Linked DNA regions of Mus musculus: all the other regions are linked to region 1. The links are chromatin contacts, called in public HiChIP or PLAC-seq, Micro-C and promoter capture Hi-C maps. All regions are on one chromosome and are shown on one strand. The core of a region is the stretch at or near the end of the contact, and the rest is flanking DNA. Distances in the headings are between cores, read along the strand shown.

Region 1 (3,426 bases), core at 446-2,945:
GTAGAGTGCTCATCTGGCCCGATCTGTTTACATGTCTGCTAAACTGCCCTGACCTCAAAGGTCAACATTCACAGACCAGTATTTTCCGAACATACAAGGATACAGCAGCTGTAGCCTTCAGATTCCTGGGCAAAACTGTCATGAGAAGTCACTTGTAAAAAAAAGGAAGACAACTTCAAAATAAGGCACTTGTAATAATACTGGCTTGCAACGAATAATTATTTCACTTTTGTTAATAACTGAGTATCCCTGGGAGGATAGAGACAAAAACTTTTTTATTATTTATTTATGGATGTGTGTGCATGTATAGGCATATACATATGAGTGCTGGAGGAGGCCAATACTGCACATCAGATCCCTGGAGCTAGGTCGTGAGCTACCTGATGCAAGTGCTGGGACCAAACTCTGATCCTCTGAAAGATCAGCGGGACTGTTAACCACTGCGCCACATCTCCAGCCCCAGCGTAAGCTTACTTGGTAAGACATTTTATATGTATGAATGCAGCTTTTTTTAATTTTTAAAAACCTTATATCATCTTTATTTAATTATTTTAGCTGCTGGCTTCCCCCTGCCCCCCAGCATTAGATTCTTCTCTTAAAATCAAAATCCACCTTCAGTGAGAGAACACTGTTCTCTAAGAGGAACACCTGGACTCTTTACAATCCCCACGTGGATTTGCTCCGATAACTGTTTAGCCTCAAAACAACATCTGCCCTTAGCCGTTCAGCATAAGCAATCAGCTGACACCAGAGATCAGTAAAGCACCCCATCTGGTGGGAAAAGTTCTTTATTATAAAGATTCGACGCCCCCTCCCCCTACCAACTTCCGGTTCTGAATGGCCACACAACGGAGGGGGGCCGGGAGTGGGGGAGCACACTGCAGCCTGAGAAAAGAAATGAGGCGATCGGAGGAGGAAAGGGAGGCTTGTGCCAACAGACGTCCAAGCCTTGCTCCTCCAGCCCCACAGGGTTTACTTGAGGTCAAGCCAGATTTTTTTACAGGAGAGGGGAGGAGAATAAAAGAAAAGAATCCCAGAGGCTCTAAACAGCAGTGCTGAGCAGGGAAGAAAACAAAATCTGACAGTGGGCCACAGGCAGGGGCAAGGGGGCCCCTCTGGAGTTCAAGGCCCCGTCTGCACACCACGCATGTGAATTTGGACAAGTTGGTTAACTACTACGCCTTGCTTCTCCCATCTGGAAAATGGGCAGCATGCCACCCGACAGCTGTGTCCGGCTGCAGGGAGGGCAGGGGTCTCCATAGCACGCCCGGGACACTGTGGGGTACGCGGGGCTGCTGTCAGCGGGCGGTCCCTGGAGCCAGCTGCTCGCGGAGTCCCCCGCTGCCTCGGTTTCCCTCCCGGCCCCCCGGGACGGAGCGTGCTGGGATGTCAGCCCTGCTGGTGCTGTCACTGCAGCCCGGTCCCTGGAGCGATACCGTGCCCACCCATCCGGGAGCCCGGCCCACTCCAGGGGGAACCCGGGTGTCCGCCCCGGACTCTTGCAAAGCCTCGGGCGGGCCCAGGGAGAGCGGCGCCCACCCACGCACCTGACCCCGCGCTCCGGCCCAGCGGCGTCTGCAGCCGCAGCCCGCACCGCGCACAGCGCACCGCGCTCCTCTCCACCCGCCCGGCAGCTCGCGCCTGGGCGCACGCAGCTGCCAGCGCTTCGGCTCTGCGCCTGCTGCAGCGGCGCGCCGCGATGACGCGGGCGGCGCGCGGCAGTGACGTCGGGGCTGCCGGCCGCCAGGCTTAGCGTAAGGCGCTTGGAGGAAGGGGACGGTGGGGACGGAGAGCATGGGGAGTGAGCCTGATGTCTACACTGCCCAAGCTGCATGCTTCGTGCATCGGCCGGTGGGTCTGTCTGTCTGTCTGCCATCTCCCTTGCGTGACCTCAGCTAGCCTAGGCTAGCACCAGGCCCTGTCCTGTGGCGGAATGCATTCGGGCTGCGTGGGTTTAGGTACTTGTGCGTGATCTTGCCTTTTTGTATGTGAGACCAAGCTCAATTTGTGAAGAATGAAGAGGCAAGGACTGCAGAGTGCAACGTTGTGAAATGTCTGAGTGACCGAGCCCGCAACGGCGAAAAAAATGTAGAATAGACAAAGGAAGGCTTGAAAGATAACTAAAAACATGCCCATAGCTCCCTAGAACCCAAATGCCTGGGCCCAGCACATCAGACATAAACAGAGAGGCCGCTCCTCTCCCTCTGTCCCCAGCAGTTGTCCCTGCTGTGGCCCGGAGATGCTGTCCCTCTCCTGTTGTGCTTCTGCCTCTCATCCCAGCACTCTGTAGTCCCAGAACTGCTTCTCCAAGCCTTCCCTTCCACCCCATTCCTCCATTATCACAGCCTCCTGCGACATCTCAAAGATTAACCAGAGCACCATGTCTCAGGTCCTCATCCATCGGTGTCAGACTGCAAACCCATGGCAGCGACAGTGCCTTACATCAGGGTCCTAATTAATATGTTATAATAAGCACCCAGTAAATACTGGGAGCTGAGGCACAACAAGAAAAACTAGATTTCCTTAGCTTGAACTTTCCACTTCTCTTTATAAACCCATCCTACAAAGCAAATATTCTCTTCTGGGAAACAACCCCAGAGAGTAGAAGTGGCCATTCATCAAGGACCCTGCCTTGATTTAGCCTCACATGTACCTTAGCAAAAAAAAAAAACAAACATACTTCACTAAGGCTCTCAAGGAGTGTATATTGGCTACAAAGAGTAATTTCTTATCCCAAAACATTGTGAAATTTTGTGCACAGGATACAGGGGCCCTAACAACAAAACAGGCATGGAAGGAAAGCATGAAGAAAAACTTTAGATTGATAAAGAAGATAAGAGAAATGAATTAGACTGACAAAGAAATTCTAAAATGTAAGCCATATGGAAAGTGTGTCTTACATAAAACTCAGTCATAGTGACTCTTCTTGCACAAGAGTGGCTGTGCATGTGAATGTGGGTTTGCCGTGCTAAGTTCTGGTTACATAATGAAAATTGTTTTGGAAACAGGTGGCACCCTAAGCAATTTATTTTATCAGCAGAGTGATTTATAGTAACCAGTCTAGCCAGTCAAGATGGAGCAACAGGGGAGAATTTGCTGTCTTATTTAATACAAGAAAAACCAAACAGGCAGTATAAAACAGTGACATTCAAGAATCAGACATTCTGTACCTTAGGTCGACAGTCCAAGGGGAGGCACACAATGAGCTGAACCCTGTACTTGCTTTGGCTTATCACCTAGAGAGAGTTATCAGGCTTCAGTACAGAAAGAAGGAATTCAGCCAGGTTTAGGTAGACTGAAATGAGGAGATAGAATTGAGAGACTATGGGTGTCAAAGCAGGAGCAACATCAGAGTACCAGAGAGGAGAAAGCTATGTGGCAAAAGAAGCCATGGAGACCTGCAGACACAGGTTCAGGGAAGAAGAA
Region 2 (3,426 bases), core at 656-3,155, 2.0 Mb before region 1:
GTCTGGCACACACACGTTCTGGGTAGTGGAGAGACTATTATATGATATGTGATGCTACAGTACTTTTTTTTCCTCTCTTGCTATGCGTAAAAAAGGCTAACCTAATGCATGCAGAGCATTTTTCTTTTTCTTTTTAAATGCAGAAAACACAGCCACTCCCAATCTCGCTCTCAAACACTGCAGATATTTTTAAATGGCAAATAAAATGATGGGTTGAGCGCTTCCTAGATGCCGTTTTTTCTCCTTAAAGCTTAGCAAGACTTCCCCCACGAATGTTGAGTGTTTAAAAATAAGAAGACATGGTCTCTCTCTCCTTTTTAGAAAAAAAGCAAATGGGTGATAGTGGCAGACTAAAATTTCTATAGCTTTAGTCCAGTGGAGAGAGAAAAGGAGGATAAATGAATTGCAGCGTTTGCCAAGAACGCTATTCATTTGCCACACTTCGTATGTGGGAAGAGGAAACTACATTTTAATTAGCACATTTTTTTTTGGGAAAGGGGATGAAGATGAGGAGGCTGGCGCGAAGTATTTGAGGGGGAAGAGAGCCTGCAGATGAGGAAGGAAATGAAGTGGCCTGTCGCCAGTGCCTTGGAAAGGACGGGAGATAAGGGTGGGGAAATGAAGTTTGCTGTGTGTGTTAGGGTGGGGTTAACCCCAGGGACCATGAATCACTAGAATGGTGTTGGGAGGAGTGTGCTTGAGGGTGAATTCGTGCAGTGGAGAGGGCATGTGTGCCGGAGTGGTGTGCAAGTCGTGGGTGGCAGAGGAGAGCAGCGAGCGTGTGCCTGGAGGTCTATTTCGAGAATAGGTTGGGGTGAGAAACCCGTCTGGGAGGCGGGGGTGGGCAGCCCAGTGTCACCTGTGGAGGGATCCCCGACTCTGCAAATGAGTGTTGCAAAGTTTGCCTGGCTTTAGACAGATTTTGAAGGCTGCTGGCGGAGCCTAGACTTTTCATCTCCCAAGAGGTCAGCTCTCAGAAGGTTTAAGAGGCAATTAGCCAAAGTAGGAGTGCAGAGTTTGGGCTGGTCCAAATGAATATAAAGGCCCTTGCCCCGTCCCTCTGTGGGAGTGAGTGAAGGCGGGAGGCTCCCCCAAACGCAAATATGCTGAAGAGAAAATCGAGGCCCCCTCCTGTGGGAGCCGAGCTGAAGTCCAACTATTGTGGCCTCTCCCCCCAAAAACCCAGCGGCCTCAGTGGGCCACAGAAGCTCAATCTGAAAGCTACGGCTCAGCTGAGATTCACTGGGTGGGGGAAGCACGTTAGGACTGGGGAGGTAGATGTTTCCGTGGCGTCACCCTCCCACTCTCAATCGGGTTTCTCTCGGGGTCGTTTCCTTCTCCGGCAGCGGATCGGAGCTGCACTGAGGGAGGAAGACCTTGCAGAGGCGCCAGGCAGGCGCCCTGCAACAGGCCCTCCGCCTGCGGAGCACGTAGGCCCCCACTGCCGCAGCTGCACGGATACGGAGCTTGCAGCTCGAAGGGGGGCCTCGAGGGGCGGGGCCAGAGATCTCAAGGGGCAGCAGAGGCGGGGCCTGGACCTGCGAGAGCCTGTTGGGGGCGTGGCCTATTAGGAGCGGAGCAAAAACGCTGGGCTGGCGAAGGGCGGAACCAGGGGCACGCTTTTGAGCTACGAGGGCCCAGCCCGTACTGGGCGGAGTGAAGGCTGCTGGGGCGTGGCCTATAAGAGGCGGGGCTAGAGCTCTCGGGCCATGGGGCGGGGCCTTGAAGCTGGGGTACTAGAAGGGTCAAGCCTGTAGAGGGCGGAATCAAGAGCCCTGAGGCGTGGCCTGTGGTAGGCGGGGCCAAGGCGTTCAGGCCTGTGGGGCGGGGCCTTCGGGGTGCTAAGCGAGACTAAGCCTGTAGGGGGCGGAGTCCTGGACCCTGTGGAGGCGGAGCCCAAGGGGCGGGCCAGAGGGCGTTCGTGGGGAGTTCGGCTGGTCCCGCCAGAGCGCGAGGCGCCCGCCGGTAACGGTCGTGCGGGCGAGGGGCTGGAGGGAGAGGAAAGGGCTTTAAATGATGTTTTGAAGCAGCGAGAGCTAGACGCGTCGGCGACCAGGTGTCGCCACTTCCCGCTGCCGAGGGCTCGGCGTCCAGGTCCTGCGTCTCCACGCCCCCTCCCTTCCCGGCCCTCTCCTCGGGAACCGAGCGAGCGACGTTAAGAGGCGGCTGCGGCGGACCGGGCGGCCGCTGCAGCCCGGCGGTGGCGAAGGAGTGGGCACAAAGCCGGCTGCGCTGCGAGGTAATCCTGCGGGAGCGGAGGGCCCGGGGTCCCGCCGCGCTTCCCACGCCGAGGGGGCTTCGGACTGGCTGGCCGCGCGGCCTCAGGTGAACCGTGCTCGGGGCGGGAACGCGAGCCCCACGGGGCCGAGGAGTGCAGACCTGGGGGCGAGGAGTCGGGGTGCGGCGCCGCAGAGTGGGCCGGGACTCACCCGGGCGTCCCCGGCTTCCCCCAGCGAGGGCGTGGGATTGCAAAATCCTGTTCTGCGGGGAGCCTTGCTGACCCCGAAGGTGCTCGCGGGGACGGTGGGAGGTTCCCGCGCTTGGAGAAGGTGGAAGAAGACCGTGTTGATTTGTTGTTTTCTTTTTTCTTCTTCTTTTTTTTTTACCCCCTCGTGGCTTAAGAAACTTCAGTCACAAGTTGAAATTGTTCAACCACTTTATCTAATCAGTGTGACCCTCCCCAGCACACACACACTAAAAGTGCGCACGAGCACGCGCGCGCGCGCGCACACACACACACACACACACACACACACACACACACACTATAACCTTTCAAGCATTCCTGATACTTTATTCTTCCTTGCGGGGTGACAGCCCAGTTGGCAGCAGATTTGGTTTGCTGGTGTTTGGGGCACTTCCAACCTCTTTGGAGGTATGTAATAGCTGAGGCAAGGCCACTATTAAACCAGGCCTCTATTAAAATGACAAGAATGGCCTCAGGTGAACTTTTTTTGTTGCAGAGATTTAATTGCAAGTAGATGCCCGTTTAAAGTGGGAGTGTAAGGAAAACCACTAAATATCCTTGGCACATGTGCTCTTGGAATTGACTTTGCTAGAGTGGTGTGGGATTTAGCTCAGCCAAGAGGCTTTGAGTGAGGATTAGGAGCCAGGCTCAGGAAGGAATTGATAAGACTCTGGGGCTTGGGATGAGCTACATAAACATGTGTGAGTTCTTTACAGTGATTTATAAAATTATAGAAATTTTAGAGTTAGCAGTATGAAATGATTGCCTTTCTTAGAATGGACTCCATCCTCAGTGTGCTGAACATGTACTGATTTGGGTTTTGGCAGACTTCTAGTAAGAGTACAGTGTAATATGTCCTTTTAAAATGAAGTTACTTGACCAGTAGAATGACCTGTGTATTTAAGGTACAAGGCTGACTCATTGATAGAATTGTTTCTTTTCGAGCACTTCTGGAAGAT
Region 3 (3,426 bases), core at 442-2,941, 1.8 Mb before region 1:
GAACTTCAGTTACAGACGGTTGTGAGCTGGGAATTGAAGCTGGGTCCTCTGGAAGAACAACCAGTGCCCTTAGCCTCTGAGCTACCTCTTCCCCTATTTATGTTTAAACGTGTGCATGTGTTCCTGGGATGAACTCAGGGCTTTGTGCACGCTGGGCAGGTAAGCTGCCCTACCACTCTGTTATATTCACAGCCTAGTTTTATAATATTTTTGAAAGCACACAAAGGCCTTCTTGCAGGTCTATGTGTGTGTGGGGGGGGGAGTGGGGGGTATACACATGAGCTGTAAATGTTAAAGAGCATTTTGCAAAGAAAATATTCTTTGTTAACAAAGTTTCCATTTTCAGTCTTTGTGACAAAAGTATAGGGAAGTGTCTCTGGGCTGGTGAGGACAGGGGGCAGCACAAGTCCAGGTCCCCTTACGAGGTCAGTCTGGGTAGATTCCTTTTAGAACTGTTTTCCAGTGAAGTGCAGAAAAGTCTTGTTTACCTCATTCATTCTGACTTAGATTCAAGTTACAGCAGCAAAGGGGACCTAGGTTCCAACTGAGAAAGTTCTCACAGAGGGGCTGCCATTGTAGCCCAGTGTGAGAACACTTGCCCAGCAGGCACAAAGCTTTGATCTTCAGGAACAAAACAAAACAAAAATTCTTAGTATGTGCCCAAGATGTTCTAGGTGTAGTTTTGACTTAGTTCACGAAAGCATCTTCTCAGAGGTTTCAGGGATGTGCAAATTTTGACCAGGAAGGGTTAGAGGATTTGATTTGTTCAGTCTGCTTGAGTAGGCCGAGAACTCCAAGCCTTCTTTACCAGGCTATCCAGGTGTCTCCCACACTCTGGTCAGGCAGGCCTGGTGGCTCCCAGTGGCAGCAGTGAAACTGTTGGAGGGAGTAGGGGATAAAGACTCCAGGTGTGGGAGTGGGGAGTGAGGGAAGGAGGGAAGAAGAGGTTCCTAGGTTGCCACTTCTATCTAGGGGGCACTCTGTCAAGTGAAAGGGCAGGCAGTTGTAGTGACGCCCTGCTGTGAGCTTTGCACAGCTGGACTGAGTGAGTGTGGAGAGATGCTCACATCTCCTCCCGCTTCCTGGAAAATAACTTTGCATTTGAAGGGTTGCAAAGGAGTCGGTAAATCTGAACCCGGACAGGGTAGCCTGGAGACTTCCTCTGCTTGTGTGAAGGTACACACAGGTGTGTGTGTGTGTGTGTGTGTGTGTGTGTTCGAGCGTGTGAGGGGTCATGTGTAAAATGTTTGTGTTGGGAGGAGTTTCTAGTTACATGTGATGTTTCTATTCTTCCCGTCAGAATTGGGCTTTTATTGTTTGATTTTGAAATAAGGTCTTTTTTATTTTTTTAAAAAATGCCTAGCAGCTATCATTTATTGGGGACCTCCTATGTGCCAGGCATTGTGCTGAATTTATTTTTCTGTAAAGAAAAATTGTTTTTATCCAGGTCCACCTAGAGACATCCGAGGGTTTTTTTTTTTTTTTTTCCCATTCTTATTAAAGCACAGTGCTGTCTACGCAGCTAGGATTTGCGGAGAGGCGGGGAAGGGTGCTGGATAGGCAGGGGGCGGGCCCTGCCTCCCTAGCCGCCACCATTTATTTTGACCGGTCAGATGGCATCGGGCTCGCACTAGGACCCAGGCGCCACAGCGCCTCCGTCCGTCCTGTAGGTTCATTCAATCTCCCATACACACAGACCCACACAGCGAGAGCGACACACACTCACACTCACAACCGCACGCAGCGAGGCTCGGGAAGTCAGTCAGGCCGGCTCCTTGCCCCGGTGCCTCGGTGACTCCAGCAGGCCGGGTCTCCCAGAGGCCCTGCAGCTCGGCCGGCCGCGCAGCCCCGGACAAGGAGCAGCTCCGCGGACCCCCGTGCCTCCATGGGCAAACGCGGGCGGCCGCGCAAGGAGGCGCGCTGCGAGGGCGCGGGGCTGGTCCCCGTCGCGCCCCCGGCCATGCCCCCGGCCGCGGCCGCGCCCCAGCCCCCGGCGCAGCCGGAGGAGCCGGCGGGGGCCAAGCCCCGGTGCCCCTTCTCGGACATTTTCAACACCAGCGAGAACTCGATGGAGAAGCACATCAACACTTTTCTGCAGAACGTGCAGATTCTGCTCGAGGCAGCCAGCTACCTGGAGCAGATCGAGAAAGAAAACAAAAGTAAGTTTGGGGGCCCCGACTGCTCGCCTGCGTCCAGCTCTTTCTTTCTCACCCCCTTGTGCGACCCCTGTCGCTTACTCGGTTCGCCGCCGCCCCCCCGCAACAAACACACACACACACACACACACACACACACACACACACACACACACGTACCCTCGGCAGTAAAGCCGATGACACCGGAGAAAGGACACGCACGCACGCACAAAGCTGCTAAAGATGTAACAAAGACAGCGAAGGGGAGAGGGAGCCTGTCGGTGCCTTGGTCTGTCGGTCTCCAGCAGGCCCGGAGGACGGCCTGGCCGAGGAGTGGGGGAGTGTTGTTGTTTGCTGACAACTGGGCTGAGAGGCTGCGAGCTCGTCTCTCCGAGGTCGCCTTTCTTCCCTTTTTTTTTTTTTTTTCCTCCTTTTTCTTTCCGGAGCCTACTCCGGCAGACAAGTGTTTTGGTTTGGCTTATGGTTTTGGTTTTTTTTTTTTTGTTTTGTTTTGTTTTTATTTTTTTGTTTTGTTTTGTTTCTGTTTTTGTCGCTCGTTCCAGGGTTGGGTGGGGATGAGAAGCTGAAAGTTGGAAACCGTTTGCAGAGCTCAGGGCTTCCAGAAAGAAAACACAGACACACATTACAACAATAACAACCGCCACCACCGAACAGCTCTCCGCGCCGTGGACTCCGGCTCTTCTTCCTGCCTACTTCGTTTCTCCTTCCTTCCACAGCAGGACTAGGCTCAGGCCATCGTGTCCACAGACACAGTTCCCCTGTGCCTCCTTGCCTCTGGGATGCCACGGCCTCTGGTCCCCTCAAAGAAACAGGCCAGAGGAACCAGGCAGCGCCGGCAGCCCTCCCTGGACCTGCGGTCCTGCGCGCGCTGGGGTAGGGAGGGGGGGACTTGGCGAGGGGGACGTGGCTAAAAGCAAACTTTAGGATTCCGCAGAAACAATAGTTGGGGGAAAAGGTGTGGGCGGTTGTGTCCATTTTCTTTATTTTCAGAGACGCACAGGACGAGCAAGGCAAACGCCTTACAGGGTTCCGTCCACCCCCACCCCCCCCGCACTCCCCCCCAGGTGGAGACCGATGCTAGGAACCCCACCCGGGCCTGGGCTTCCTCTCTGTATTTGTTTCATTTTTGTCCCTGCCCATTGGAACCCCCAGCTCTCGCCAGGCATTCGACTCAGCAGCACCCTAACGGGGGCAAGCGTGTGCTGCGTCTCCAGCACCATCAGAATAATAGCTGTGAGAAGGAAGATCGGGCCAAGGGAGAGAAAGACTC
Region 4 (3,426 bases), core at 509-3,008, 1.7 Mb after region 1:
AAACTATTGTAAATGAAGTGATGTTTATGAGAAAAATCAAAACCTGACCTTAGTCATTTAAAGACAAAAAAAATAAAAGAAAAATTTTAGTTTTATTATTAAAAACAAACAAACAAACAAAGCAGAATTTGAAGTTGAATATTCTTTCTTTACAGTGAGTTGAATGACTTTTGTAAACCAGGGTAGATGCTGTCAAACGGAAAGACAGTTTTCTCAGTGAGGCTGCCTGGGCTCCCAACCATCACAGCTTCCTCAGAGAGCTGGGCTGAGTGTTCTGTTCATCACAGTCACTTTCAGGACTGAACACACTAAGGAATCAGCAGCAGCCATGCTGCCGCACTGCACAGCATCAAAGAATAAGTCTTTGGTTCCTGTGTGAAGGAACTAAAGGTTTATGAGTGCCCCTTCTTCTACCACTCAGGATTTCAGTCTGGAAAAAAAAAAAAAAATCAGACTGGGAAATGTCACCCTTACTCCATGGAACCTGTTCTCAATCAAACACCTTAAGTTTCTATTGTTTTAAATTAGAAAAGGCCTTCAAAAAAACTAAACACAGTCCCTGTGTCTTCTGGTAGCCTTCCAAAGTCATACTTACCTATTACCCTGTACAAAGGAGAAGGAAGGCCTTGGTGCAACAGTACAAGATTATGGCCTGCCCAAAATCTGCACATGGGAACATGGGAAGACCAAAAAGGAACCATAAAAGAAGTAGGCCAATCATTACTGTTGTTTCATTTGTGTAACCATTAATTAACGAAGAGCTAAAAAGTAGCTGCACACGGTGGACTTGATACACAAGACGCATCCGTTTCAGTATCACTTGTCTCTGGGTCCTTAATCTCCTTCACAATTAAGTGCACAAAGGCCACATCCACGCTAATAAACCTAACACTTAACAGACCGATTTTCCTTGGGATGGCTGGCTACACGTGCACTTTGAAACACTGTCATAACTGATTTGTTTCATCTTTTCCTCAGACAAGCACCCTGTGTACCACTTCAGAAGAAAGGAAAAGGCTGGGACATCAAAGGACCGTGCGTGACACTGGGTCTGAGACATCTTTTCTGGTTCGCTGTCATATTTTTTTACTGTAGTCTTTTCTGACTCTAACCCAGGTGTTCTGCGTACAAACCCGAGTCTCCTCTCTAAATAACAATCAAGATGTGAATATTGTAACAAGTTACGAATTGTTGGCAGCTGAGCCATCATTCTCCCCGCGCGCTGTTTCCCTGGGATTGCTACTTTGAGGATAGGTAGAAGGGGAGAGAGAAATCTGAAATGGTTTCCCTACCAAGGTGAAAATATATGAAAATACATCGGGATCTTTGGAAAAGCCGAACGCTGCGGACCGCGTCCCCGGAGATACCGCGCTGGTGCGGCGGGGGAGCGGCCGCGCCTCCGGGCACAGCCCCCCGAGGGCCCCGCCAGCCCCGTCACGTCCACGCGCGGAGTTGCGTACAGCCCGGGGCTACCACCCCGTCACGTCCACGCGCGCAGACCAGCGCTCCCCGAGCGCGCCCGTCCCGGACGCCCCTCGGCCACTCACCGTCCGTCGTCCAGCCCCGGGCCGCACCCTAGCGAGGCCGATGGAGCTCCGGCTCCAGGGCCGACGAACCCATGGCGGCGTGTAGCCGACGCGGAGTGGGTGAGGAAGTCACGCGCGGAGACCACTGCAGATCCCGGGCTCTCAGCGGAGGTTTTCCCCCAAAACCCCTGCGGAGCTGACACATCAACAAAGATGGCGGCGACGCCTAAGCCGGCGCGGCTACAGCTGAGGGGGCGGGGCTCCCTGAACGAGCCAATCAGCGCGGCGCGGACCGCGTGACGTTAAGCACCTGGAGGCGGGCGTGGTTTTCGAGGCGCCGCCTCCAGTCCTCGCGGTTTCTAGAGGCCCCGCCCAGCATCTCCGTGCCACCTCCACTTAAGCCCAAGGAGGCTGTAGCAGGCTGTTGTTGTCCGGTTGGGCCACTCTTTCCCTTTCCCGTCCCAAGCCGGTGCTTTCTATCGGAAGGAAGTTGCCATCTTTTTTTCTTCACCCTTTGGCCGGTCATCTAATGAGTCAGTGGCATAAAGTAATAAAAGAGAACTAGAGATTGTGGCTTCCCGGTTCTGATGGTGCAAACTTTGCGCTGCCTGTGGGTGAGCCAAGTCCGCAGGAGCAGCTGACTTGGGCATGCGAGCTTCATCTCTGGGAGAGAGCTCTGCAGGGTTTCCATAATAATAATTGACCTGGGATCTCCAAGTGGCACCGAGTGCCATTGTTTACTAGTAAGCTTGTTAGTGTGCTCCACGCAGAGGACCTAAGCCTGCCTGGGCTGCGTAACCCATCCGGTTGCATGGTTGCACGCAGGTTGTATATTATAGTGACTAAGCCCAGTTGGAGGAGGTAGGGAAGGTGAGCAGTTTTAGTCTGGAGGTTTTGCAAACCACCTCTGTCCGGAGAAAAGATGTGTTAAAGTTCTGGGCCGTGTAGACAGTTGTAAGTGAAAATAGTTAAGACTCGTCTTCAGTGGCAAGTTTGTAAATCCAAGCATATTACTGTTAAATTACTTTCATAATTGCTGAGGAGGAAAATCTTCAATGTGGTATATTACTAACCCTCTGTCTTTTTTTAATCAGAAAATGACAACTCCCTCCTCAAATTATGGTAATGTATTACAGTACGTTTTACAATTAAGGTGCGGTGGTGACTTGAATAGACTCATGTATTTGAATGCTTGGCCCATAGGAAGTGGCACTATTAGGAGGTGTAGCCTTGTTGGACAGGGTATGTCATTGTGGAGGAAGGCTTTGAGCTCTCATATAAATGCTTGAGCTACACCCAGTGTGAGACATATTCGGTCTCCTCCTTGCTGCCTTCCAATCAAGAGGTAGAGCTCTCTGCTCTTTGTCTCTAACCCTAACCCTCAACCCCCTGCACACTGCTGTGCGTCCCAGCGTGATAATAATGGACTAAACCTCTGAACCTGTAAAACCAGCCTTGATTAAATGTTGTCTTTTATAAGAGTTGCCTTGGTGTGAAGAGTGTCAATTCACAGAAATGAGACCCTAACTATGGGTTGAGCCGGGAGTAGTGGCTTACAATGGTTATCCAGGCATTTGGGAGGTGCAAGTAGGAACCACTTAGGGTTTAGCCTGCAGGAGACCCTTTTCCTAAATGCATACGTATATACATACATGCATGCATTCATACAGACATACATAGGTTTTCTTACTTTGAAAAGAATGGCTGGACTTTAAACATTCCTAGTAAGGTATGTTATCCCAAAAGGAGGGAAGACACACTGAGTTGTTTATCTGTTCATATTGTTAGAAGTAACATTAGCATTATTTCTGAAATGTACTTCAGAACTTATAACTGGTAAGAAAATGTATTAAGCATGTCTGGGAAACTAATTTTTTAAATCATAAGAGAGAAGAAATAC
Region 5 (3,426 bases), core at 487-2,986, 1.7 Mb before region 1:
ACCCCATTAGCTTTGAAAAATAAGGCTGAATTTAATCTTCAGATAATTTTGTGTCATAAGAAGGATCTTAGTCAGATTGTATATTCCTCCCTTAATAGTGTTACCTTTTGAACTAAGTTTCCTTGTCAAGTCTTTTAAAACAAAAGCTTATTCCGTTGCAACGCCTCTTCTCATGAAATCCTGTAAGTACACACAGGATTTACAAAACCGAGTGTTTTGTTCCTTCTGATGTACACCAAGAGGAGCTAATGTGAGAAGCCTCAGTACCTGTGTACAAACAAGCATATACACGTGGGAGCGCCTTCCTCAGATGCTTTGCGTGCCTACGAGTCTTGAATGCATACTTTGAAAAAGACAAATCCTCTTCTCAAACAACCTCAACTCCAAGTGTCCACCTGTACTTACTTGCAAATCCTTCTTCAGTTTCAATAGATCTTCATTTTCTCCATTTCCAGAAAGGGCAGCTTCTACTTGCTGGAGTTGAGCTTTGTAGCTAGCCAACTGTTTTGCTAGATCCTCTGACATCTGAGGAAAATAAAGGCCCATAAGGCAAGTCAAATATCAAATTACAAAAAAACAACAACAAAAAAAAAACTTCCTCTGACCTGTCTAATTTAAATCACTCTTGCTACAAAATTCAAGTTCCGTTCATCACCATTTTAACTTTATTCATATTTAACTAATCCACAAACTTCAAGGCAATTAAATTCTAAAGACTGCAGATACGGCTGGTCAATTCTACACAGAAAGAGTTCCCCCGGAAAAATCATGCTATTAAAAAAGAAAAAAAAAAAAAAACCCTGCTTCTTCTTTAAGTATCATATATCATAGGAAGACAGTGTATGTCAATAAAGACTGCGACATACTTTTCAAAAGCTGAGAAAGTCAAAAATCAAGAGAAATTAAAATTCGCACGGACGGGTTCTTCCCCCCAGTCAGAGGAAGCGGTTTTCGGTTAACTACACCTTCGGCGTTTCCTCGCCTTTCTCTCCGGTGGAGGGAACCGCTCGGAGCGCTCACTCTTCCTTCACACGGAGGTCATCCTAGAAACCCGCCTCTCGCCCAACGCAGCTCGGCGTCGCCAGGGGTCCAGAAGCCCCTCTGGGCGGCCGCGGGGCAAACATACGGGTCCTCGGGGGACACCTCCGGGACATTCCGGCCCACCGGAAGCCTGGAACCCCGGCCGAGTCTTCCCGTCCGCGCGCGGGCTTCCCCGAGCCCGCTGGAGCCCCGGTCCACCATCTCCCACCAGGGAACGCAGACCTCCGCGTCCATGGAAACCGCCGAGCCCCGCACCCTCACAGAGGCTTCCCCCAGACGGCCACGTTCGCCGCCTCGTCCCGGAAGCCCCCACGCAGGCCGGGGCCGTCCACTGGGGGGTGCGAGAGCCGCTGCCTCCCCACACTGCCCTGGCCGGGCCCAGCTCTGACGCCGGCGCCCTCGCTTCCGGCCTCCGCCTCCACCTCCACTCCAGCCCGAGGCCCGAGGAGGCCTGACTCTCCCTCAGGGGCTCGTTACCTTGGGTGGGGCTGGGGTCGGGACGGCGGGCAGGGGTCGGGGAGGCGAGGCGAGGCGAGCGGCGTCAGGGGCGGCTGCAGCCGGGAAAGATTTTCCGCCGCGACGAGCCTCGGTCGGAAAAGGAGAAAGTCCGCCAGCGAGGGGGAGGGGAGAGAAGCCGGCCTCGGGCAGGAGGAGAGAGAGACAAGGCGAGCGAGATCTCGCGAGACCTACGGACTCTCGTGGAAAAGATGGCGCCCGGGTCACATGACCCTCGCCGCCCTCTCAGCAGCCTGCGATTGCAGCCTCGGAAGGCGGAGCGGGTGTGGTCTGATGGGCAGGAAGTGACGTGTCTGGGCCGCGCCGGGGGCAGAGGGCATGTTCGTTTTACGTCAGTTCCGCCTCGTGCTGGGAGCGGCAGCGAGTGGTTCTCTGTGGTGGGTGTTGTCCTCCGGTTCCCTGCGGCGTAAACTCGCGAGCCTTTCTGCCCAGCCCTGATGAGATTTAGTACCGGGAACGGGCTGGGAGTGATGGCGGGTGCCTTGTGTCCCACAGGGAGGCAGATGGCGGCGGCGGATCTGAGTCTGAGCCCGCATAGCGAGTTCCAGGCCAGCCAAGGCTACAGAGCGAGACCTTGAAGTCAAGAGAAGGGAAGTTTTTTGTTGTTTAGAAAATAAATATAGCCAATAAAGATAGAGTGATAGAAGTGGAACGGTGACCATTTGAGGTGCTTAGGCATCACCCATGGTAGGTAAAAGCCATGTGATGTAAGAAAATAGAGAAAGGTAGGATGTTTAGAGTCAAAGCTGGCAATCGCTCACCCAGCGATCAACTTCAGCATCACTAGTTGTGAGACAACCTTACTTTATGCATGTTTATGACCGAGTGACAGTCAACATGAAGTGACTGTCACCTCTGAGGAAGTATAATCAAAGCCCTTTTGAGTTTAAAGGAAATAATAAGCATAACGTGTTGAATGTCCGTGAGGAAAGAAACACCCATCCAGAATGTGCGATTTTTTTTTGACTTAAATAATTCAAGAGTAATGTAATTTTAATGAGAAATACCTCCCTTCGTCTTGGCCATTTGGAGTAGTTTAGAGGTGTTCCCTGCCTTGTGCAGATTGGAGAGGTTAAAGACACACACACCACTTAAATTTGAGCTCTCGGCGCTGTATGTGCAGTTTGATGCCGGCTCACAACAAAATACTTCAGCCATCATGTCCTTGGCCTGCTGCTGCCCCTGCCCGGCCATTATAGACTCACTCCGGAGCCATAAGCTAAAATAAAATCGTTAAGCTGCCTTGGTCATGGTGTTTTATCACAGCAACAAAGAAGGAAGCAATGCTATTAAAAGGAGTAAGGACTGTTTTGGATTAGAAGATTAAAAAGATGGGTATGGTGGTGCCTGTGTGTAGTCTCTGTTGTGCCAGGAAATGTTCATGAGCCCCCCCCCAAAAAAAAAACCACCAGGGAGCTGATTCTGATGCAATTGAACTAGGTTCTTTTGTTCAAGCTCGAGCTTGGGCCTCACCACCCTCTCTGATGCAAGAGAACTGGGGGCCGGGGGTGCAAACGCAGGGTTGTAGATTTGTTAGGAAATAACCTGGAAACTGGTGTTGGATGTAGGTTTTGTTGTGAGGTAACCTGGAAACTGGTGTTAGGCACAGGACTTGTTGGGGGGAGGGGGGGGCGTAGCCTGGAAACTGGTGCTAGATACTGGCCTGTTAGTTTACTTGAGTTTAACCTTAGGTCAGGTTCTCTAAGATGGAGTCCGAACCCTGAAGGTTTGGTCTCAAGTACACCAGAGGCAGAGGGAGGAAAATCAACTGAAATTTAAAAAGTGCCTGGACTAGTGTACTCCAGGCCTTCCAGGTCTAATAGCAAGTGCCTATCTCAAGATCCAAACAAGCAAAAGGAGAAATGATAA
Region 6 (3,426 bases), core at 676-3,175, 1.4 Mb before region 1:
TAAAAATCAGCCCTTCTGCCTGCAAGAAACACCCCCACCTCGAACTTGGAGCCAGGGCCTCATTATTCCTAATTCCGTCACATTTGCTAACCAACCCTCAGAGAGGATACCTTTCCATTGGTGCATTGCAGTCCAGACAGTAAACAGATCTGCCTCATGACTACAGAGCTCTCTCCAGACGCTTTAGACGGTTCTCTGGCAACATCTGGGAAGACTTCATTCATTGTCTTTTTTGGGGAGAGTCTCAATGTTAGTTTTAGGTGTTTTCCTCCAGGGTTAAGGGAGTGTGTATGTGTGCCTGGGTAAGATGGAGTATGTGGAAGCCACACTCGAGAAGTTAGTGACAGAAATTGATCACAGAAAACTGCCCGTGTCTTCAGACACCCTGTTCTGCTTCTGAGAGGGGCCAGCAAGTAAGCCATGTTTACTTGAGAGATTTTTGCTTTTTTTTTTTTTTTTCGAGACAGTCTTTCTCTGTGTCTCCCCGGGTGTCCTGGTGCTCTGTAGATTAGGCTGGTCTCCAACTCACAGAGATCCCCCTGCCTTTGCCTCTCTAGTGAAGAGCTGGGACTAAAGGCATGTGCCACCCGCCGCCACACGTTCTGTTTTGTTTGTTTGTTTGTTTGTTTGTTTGTCAGACTTGTGTGAATTGTGAATGATGTGTGTGATGTTTAATACAAATAATCGTAACTCTAATTGGCAATGAGAGAGAGAGAGAGAGAGAGAGAGAGAGAGAGAGAGAGAGAGAGAGAGAGAGAAGCTCTCTAAGGTAGGGTGGCAGAGTAGGCAGTTTCAAGGGGAAATTGACACAAGAGTCAGGAGGGACAAAAAGTATCTTTCAGAGAGTTCAAGCAGTTGTCAGGTTTTGAGACATCTTTAGAATTTTCTGGTGTGTGAAGCAGGCAGGCAGGACTTCAGGCTGTGGGATCAGCTCGCTGCCCTCTGGCTTATAACGCACGAGAGAGGAATTTGGCCGCGGGCGTCCGTGTCTGGAACACCACGGAACAGCACAGTCCGAGAGAGCACGAGGCGGCCACTCCCCGGCCGGTGCTCAGGTGCAGGAGGGTCTGCGGGAGCAGGTGTCCCCTGTCGCCGTCTCCAGCTGCTCCGCCCTCAGAGCCTCACAAGTGCGTCGCACAGCTGCCACCCCGGTGCACACGGGTGTCCGGCGCAGGTGGGCTCCGGGCAATTAACAGAGTCGGTGAACTCTCTTCCTTATCCTTTAAATTTCCAGAGACGCTGCCAATAAATATGAAAGAAACGTGTGCCTGGTTTTCTTTTGCTCTCGTGGGAAAATTCAAAGAAATGAATCCACTGCTACCCTGTCCGTCGCCTTTGGGACCCCCGAAGCGACAGCTGGAACTACCAGCGTGGTGAGCTCCGGGGCCTGATCATCTGGGCCCCGAGATCGCAGTCCCACCCACCTAGGGAAGGATGTGACAGTGTCGGGTCCTTCCAGAGGCGCTGGCTGGGCTCCAGCCGCAGGAGGATGCCAAGCCCCGGGCGCACTTCGCGCTGGCGATGTCCTCGGGACTCTGCCGGAGCCGGGCAGCCTGTGAGCTCCGGAAGAAACTACAAGGCGGCGGAGGGCGGCTGCGGGGCGGGCCGGCGTGTCGCCCTCTCACGAGGGTGTCGCGCTGAGGAGCGCCTGGCTGGTCACCCCGAAGGGCTCGCGGTGGCGGGTGGCGGCTGCTACTCACTGTGCCTCGGGTGGACAGGCACAGTTGTCCCGGTCACCCCGCGCGCAGCAGCTCCTGGGCGTCTCGCGGCTTCCGTGGCCCCGGGGACGCCCCCTGTTCCTGTCCCTGTCCCCCGCCCCCTCCGCAGCCTCTCCAGCTTGAGCGCCGGGAGGTGGAGGAGGCGGCGCCGCGGGGACTGTCTCCTCCCCACCCTTCTCGTCTCCTCCCCACGCCACCGAGAAGGACAAGGGGACTGGGCACAGGGACCCCGGCCAGTGAGCGCTTGTGTTCCGGGACCGCCCCTCCCGCGCGCTCTTTCGCTGCGAGCCCGGGCCGGTGTCGCCGCGCATGGTGCTGGCAGTAGCCATGAGCCAGGACGCGGATCCCAGCGGTCCGGAGCAACCCGACAGAGATGCCTGCGTTATGCCCGGTGTTCAGGGGCCCTCCGTGCCCCAGGGCCAGCAAGGGATGCAGCCTCTGCCGCCACCGCCACCGCCTCAGCCTCAAGCCAGCCTGCCCCAGATCATCCAAAAGTAAGAGGGAGAATGGAGTGGGGCTGGGGTGAGCCTGGGACACACACCAGGGGCCCTCTTTTGTGGCTTCATTTCCATCCTTTGCTAAACTTCGCCCGCCCCGCTTGTGTTTGAAGTGTTGTTGGCGCTCTGAGCTGGGTCGGTGTCATTCTGGCTTGTTGGTGATATTGGGTAGAACGCAGTCAAGTTATTAGTGTGTGGTGGTGGTGGTGGTGGGGCATAATTTTTGCCTTTTCTTATGTGTTCTCTTTTCTCTTCTGATGGTACTGGATCTGTTTTAACTTCATAAGCTCGAAGTTGGGGGAAATGACCCAGAGACTATTTTTTTCATCCTTCTGATCCTTAGAGACCACTGGAATGTATTACGGTGACGATGACGGGTCAAGCGTGAGTGTGAGCGCTTAGTGAAGGGTGTGTGATAAATCGCCACTGAGAACAAAACTACCTTTAGTGGAGTCAACTAGAGATTTGGGACAAAGGGAGTTGAGGGCCTGTAAACAACGCGCAAACAGTTTACAACATGGCCCTTGCAAGGAGTTCTCAGCTGCAGAAAAGGTTTCCCCTAGATACCGTGGTGAACCTCACCGTTCTTCTTTTCATTGGTTTGGTAAGCTGGGGTGGTCAGGGGTCCCAGGAAGCCCCTTATCCCGTCTGGGAAGCGTAGAGGTAAACCGCTGGTGTTTTACTCCCTCGGCTCCTTAAAAAGCATTGTTTTGACAGTTTGAGGCCTAGAATGTCGGATTGTTCGAAGGCTCTTTATTTTGCTTCAGGCTTGGTCCACCTGTGACAAAGTCCTGAAAAATAGTTTGAGTGTTTCCACAAGTCTAATTGGAACATGTAAACTCAGGAAAACTCACATGAGGAGCTGGGGTTTTTTGTTGGCTGTTCTGATCTTGGGGATTCTGTAAACTCACTACGATGCACTAAGGAAAAAAAAAGCAAACATGGAAAAGGAAATGGAAGCAAATAGTAGTCAACTCTGAATGGCTTTAAAAAGCGAGTTATCTAATAGAAAAGAGTGAAAACTCAAATTTGCCATCAATAACAGGGAGGGGGGGTGTCGCGTTTCAGGACAAAATGGTTTCCTATCTGTTGGCTGGTTGACTCCTAAAGTCCTATTTAACTTTGATATTTTACATAACTTTTAGCTACTTGCAATTTGCAACTTTTTAAAAGTGAAAAGTTTCCTAAGGTGGTCCTTTTTCCTCTCTTTG
Region 7 (3,426 bases), core at 335-2,834, 1.3 Mb after region 1:
CAACTACGTAAATTTTGTTTTATGTGTTAACGACCCAATGTATGCAAGGCCTAGCGTATAAACTGATAAACGTGGTCTGGCTGGCCAGACATAGGTCAGAATCAAGGACCTGCATTGGCTGCTAAGGTTGAGGTAGGACAAAGAGCAGAAATAGTCTTTTAAGAGCACTTTTCATGTAGGAGGAGGAAGTGAGTTGGTTCATATAACAGACAGAAACACTTAAAACCCAACAGGTGTCAGAGTCCATGGATTTTTCTTTAAAGGCTATTTCAAAATGCAAAGCTAAGCAACTTACCCCTCCCATGGCTGCCACAGACTTCTTCAAGGTTAGATTTAAGGGTGTGTGGTAGACGCTAGTGAACGTGTTGTTCTTAGGGTTGTGGCTGTAAAATTAACGCAGATCAAAATTAGGAACGTGCTTTATCCAAAGGGACAAGGGATAAGGGATTCTTCTTAAAACACTGGTCTCTTTTTAAGATGGGTGAACACAGTACTCAAGCATTCAGCTCCTTGATTTCCCAATGAGTCAGCCTCAAAAACTCAAATCATGTCAACTGAGCACATAAAACAGTGAGGTACATTTCACCAAGGACAGTCACTCGAGAAGTTTCCTACAGAATAGATGAATCTGGACATTATGTAGGAGAAATAGCTCTGTCTATGCATATCTTTGGCAGTTCCACTATCCTGCGAAGTTCATCGTCTGACACACAGAGGTGACAGAGGTGGACTCGGTCTCTTACTAACTAGAAATTTGACATTGATTGACCACGGTTGAAAACCCCGCTTTGGGCTCTTCTGTGACTAGATATGAGTGTGCACCTCGGGAGAGGTGCTACTCGGAGTCCAGCCTGGAGCTTGGGTACTGGTCCTTCAGATGGCTACTTGTTGAAAACCAAAAGTCATGCAGTGGCGAGCAGGGCGCCAGACACTTACGCGTGACAGTACGGCTTTTTCTGGTGACTCACGAAGTTATTAACAGAAAGCATCATCTTACAGACTTCACAGTGAAAACATGCTTTGTGCCATGTCTGAAAGTCACAGAAAAGATCTGCCAATTAGCTGTCCTCCTCCAGGCCTGGAGCTCACAGACTTTCAGGTTAAAAAGTTGGGAATTGTGTGTAAAATGAAGATAAAATGAGTTCCTGAACTTACACATGGGTATAATATGTTAAAATGAAACTATTTTTTTTTCCCTTGAAACAGCGCAGAAGACATAGAAATGAACAGAACTTAGGTAAGGTAGAAAAAAACATATCTTTTCCTTATCATTCAATATACCTCTATACATGAGAAGATAAAAATCCCAAGCTTGTCAATTTTCCCAAAGACCATAGAAAGAGTCCACTGACCTGATCTATGCAGCTGATCTTCTCAGCAGGGTAAACCCCATAGCCACACCTAGAGCAGGCCTGCACATTCATCTTGGAGTGTGGGAGACAGGGAGAAGCAACAGACAAAATCCACTAGAACCTCCACTTGGGTCGGTACCACCTTCAAAAGCCCACCACTATGAAACTCCTCGGGACGCCTGGAGCCTTCGGAATCCAACTTCCACTTTCCTACACTGAGCTGACTTTCTGCTTTGGAGTCCGCAGCTGGTTGGTTTTTAAAGCTGCCACTTACTCAAGTGACAATTTTGGCAACTCCGTCAGCACGCATGCGTCTGAGACAAGGTAGAGGTATTTCAAGCTGACGTGCTTCTCAAAATAGAAAAGTTAACTCACGATGGCTTCATGTTTATGTGGAGAACCAACTCTTGGGGGGTGGGGGGTGGGGGGCGGTCAGATGCTTGGGCTTGGTGAACACTGCCTGTGGTCATACTCCAGAAAAGGAGCCAGAAGAGTAGCCATACCCCCGTGTAGACATCAAATTAGAAAAGCTGACTGTTATGCCTCTGACAAAGGCAGACAGGCGGATCCCCAGACTATGGGTGAATGAAGAAAAGAAAGAAAAAGGAAGGAAGGAAGGAAGGAAGGAAGGAAGGAAGGAAGAAAGAAAGAAAGAAAGAAAGAAAGAAAGAAAGAAAGAAAGAAAGAAAGAAAGAAAAACATGACTGCTCCTAGGTGTGGTGGAGAAGAAAGTTCACTGCAGATAAAAGCGAGACCACAGCCTGAGGCAGGGCCATCTTCCAGAGTCCAGAGTAGACACGGCCAGTCTGAGCTGGGCCGTGTGTGCAGGCAGGGGAAGGTAGAGAGGGAACTTGGTGTGGCAGCTAAGAGGCCAAAGGGGCAGGTAACCAAACTGCGGAGATTGTGTAGGGGAGAGCCTCTGGGGAAGGGCAGTCCAGCTTGGAGGGTTCAGGGTAGGGGACCTGGTATACCAGCCTTACCCTGTAACAGGTAGGGACCAAGGAAAGCTGGGAGAACCTGGCGTCCAGGTCCACTTGGATATGTTAAATAGGAACCTCAGCTGTTGGCCCAGGTTTGAGATCTAACACTGGGAATAAATGAGAATTGATTCACACTCCCAGAAGGATAAAAACCAAATCTGAATGGTGTCGATTTTGTAGTTACAAAACTAGAAACTTATGATACTCATTTGTGCTTAACTTTTACAGGAATCGAAAAATATGTAAGAATAAATAAGAATGCTTGGTGTTTGGCCGTCTATATTTTGTCTAGAAGATTCCAAAAAGATTCATTCCCTTGCCTCAGAGGTCCTAACAGAGATAGTTTAATGACAAAAATCTCCTCTCTGCTTTGGGAACGTGCCCATGGTATTTAGTCTCTGCTTACAGGCAACCTGTGACCTTCTGAGACACCCGCTACAAAATCACTTGTCCACCCCAGGACCCGACTGCTTTGTGTGTCTACCTCCTCCTCATTAGTCTTACAATGGTGATTACCACCTGGAAATATTAAATGTGAATAAATCTACTGTTCAGAATCATGTCACCTCCACCAAAGTATAACACTGTGGTCCAGACTGCAACTTCCACGTTCCAGGGTCTAGAATAAGGCCTGTCCTTGGTGCTCATTAGAGCTAGTAAGCTAATGTAAGAAACGTCATGCTTACACCAAGATGCCCACAGAGGCTAGATCTGAAGTCCTAGGCAATGCTAAGACCTCAGACAGATGTGTACATGTCCCACCCATAGCATGCAACATGCCACAGCCAATTGATCTCAAGAGGGAACAGCGTCTCAGTATTGCCAAATATTCTCATTTTTCCACGGAAGCCAGAGATCTGGATTTACACATGAAATTTCCTTTTTAAAAAAATGTAAATGGAGCACTGGGAGTGAAAACTATTAAACAGGGTGGTTAGCACTTTTCTATAAGAATATCAGTTTGTGACCTTGGGCCTTGCTTCTTGGAGATAAGGCTGGGTGTGGGGAAGTCAGCCAGAGCGGAGGAAGCTGCATAGCAAGAAGCAGAGACTGGGGTGGGGCTAGGGCAGTGTCTCACTAAGCAGAGGTTGGGG

Evidence for each region. Promoter capture Hi-C pulls out the DNA fragments that hold promoters and counts their contacts. Hi-C and Micro-C count contacts between places; a contact is called where the count stands out from the background. HiChIP or PLAC-seq counts read pairs in DNA pulled down with a chosen protein or histone mark.
Region 2: a contact with region 1 is called in a promoter capture Hi-C map of pre-B cells, with 5 times the contacts expected there. The contact joins the promoter of Add3 here to the promoter of Gpam in region 1. A contact is called at or near these places in 1 of 39 promoter capture datasets (pre-B cells) and 1 of 115 datasets of contacts at active chromatin or transcription factors (large pre-B cells).
Region 3: a contact with region 1 is called in a promoter capture Hi-C map of pre-B cells, with 6 times the contacts expected there. The contact joins the promoter of Mxi1 here to the promoter of Gpam in region 1. A contact is called at or near these places in 3 of 39 promoter capture datasets (the 3T3-L1 cell line, hippocampal neurons and pre-B cells) and 2 of 115 datasets of contacts at active chromatin or transcription factors (embryonic forebrain and large pre-B cells).
Region 4: a contact with region 1 is called in a promoter capture Hi-C map of pre-B cells, with 3 times the contacts expected there. The contact joins the promoter of Ccdc186 here to the promoter of Gpam in region 1.
Region 5: a promoter capture Hi-C map of pre-B cells shows a contact between it and region 1, with 10 times the contacts expected there. The contact joins the promoter of Smndc1 here to the promoter of Gpam in region 1. A contact is called at or near these places in 2 of 39 promoter capture datasets (hippocampal neurons and pre-B cells), 1 of 484 Hi-C or Micro-C datasets (embryonic fibroblasts) and 6 of 115 datasets of contacts at active chromatin or transcription factors (astrocytes, embryonic forebrain, embryonic limb bud and 3 more).
Region 6: a FOXA1 HiChIP or PLAC-seq map of pancreatic cancer cells shows a contact between it and region 1. The contact joins the promoter of Rbm20 here to the promoter of Gpam in region 1. A contact is called at or near these places in 11 of 115 datasets of contacts at active chromatin or transcription factors (cardiomyocytes, embryonic forebrain, embryonic midbrain and 7 more).
Region 7: a Micro-C map of the G1E-ER4 cell line shows a contact between it and region 1. The contact joins the promoter of Nrap here to the promoter of Gpam in region 1.

What each region holds. Positions count from the first base shown.
Region 1 is chr19:55,097,782-55,101,207 of GRCm38.p6, forward strand. It overlaps Gpam (glycerol-3-phosphate acyltransferase, mitochondrial), which reads right to left and starts at 1,696. Exons shown (of 21, transcript NM_008149.4): 1 at 1,548-1,696. Gm31356 (a long non-coding RNA gene) reads left to right here and starts at 1,762. Exons shown (of 3, transcript XR_001782666.2): 1 at 1,762-1,851.
Region 2 is chr19:53,140,851-53,144,276 of GRCm38.p6, forward strand. Add3 (adducin 3 (gamma)) reads left to right here and starts at 1,906. Exons shown (of 15, transcript NM_001277100.1): 1 at 1,906-2,239.
Region 3 is chr19:53,308,815-53,312,240 of GRCm38.p6, forward strand. It overlaps Mxi1 (MAX interactor 1, dimerization protein), which reads left to right and starts at 1,692. Exons shown (of 6, transcript NM_001008542.3): 1 at 1,692-2,159. The coding sequence starts at 1,886. All of the region lies in intron 2 of Gm30541 (a long non-coding RNA gene), which reads right to left.
Region 4 is chr19:56,820,441-56,823,866 of GRCm38.p6, forward strand. Ccdc186 (coiled-coil domain containing 186) reads right to left here and starts at 1,759. Exons shown (of 16, transcript NM_170757.2): 1 at 1,548-1,759.
Region 5 is chr19:53,388,898-53,392,323 of GRCm38.p6, forward strand. It overlaps Smndc1 (survival motor neuron domain containing 1), which reads right to left and starts at 1,737. Exons shown (of 6, transcript NM_172429.3): 1 at 1,519-1,737; 2 at 406-525. The coding sequence starts at 525.
Region 6 is chr19:53,675,381-53,678,806 of GRCm38.p6, forward strand. It overlaps Rbm20 (RNA binding motif protein 20), which reads left to right and starts at 1,926. Exons shown (of 14, transcript NM_001170847.1): 1 at 1,926-2,212. The coding sequence starts at 2,028. Gm46653 (a long non-coding RNA gene) reads right to left here and starts at 391. Exons shown (of 2, transcript XR_001782674.2): 1 at 111-391.
Region 7 is chr19:56,388,454-56,391,879 of GRCm38.p6, forward strand. Nrap (nebulin-related anchoring protein) reads right to left here and starts at 1,585. Exons shown (of 42, transcript NM_008733.4): 1 at 1,353-1,585; 2 at 937-1,031; 3 at 296-383. The coding sequence starts at 1,424.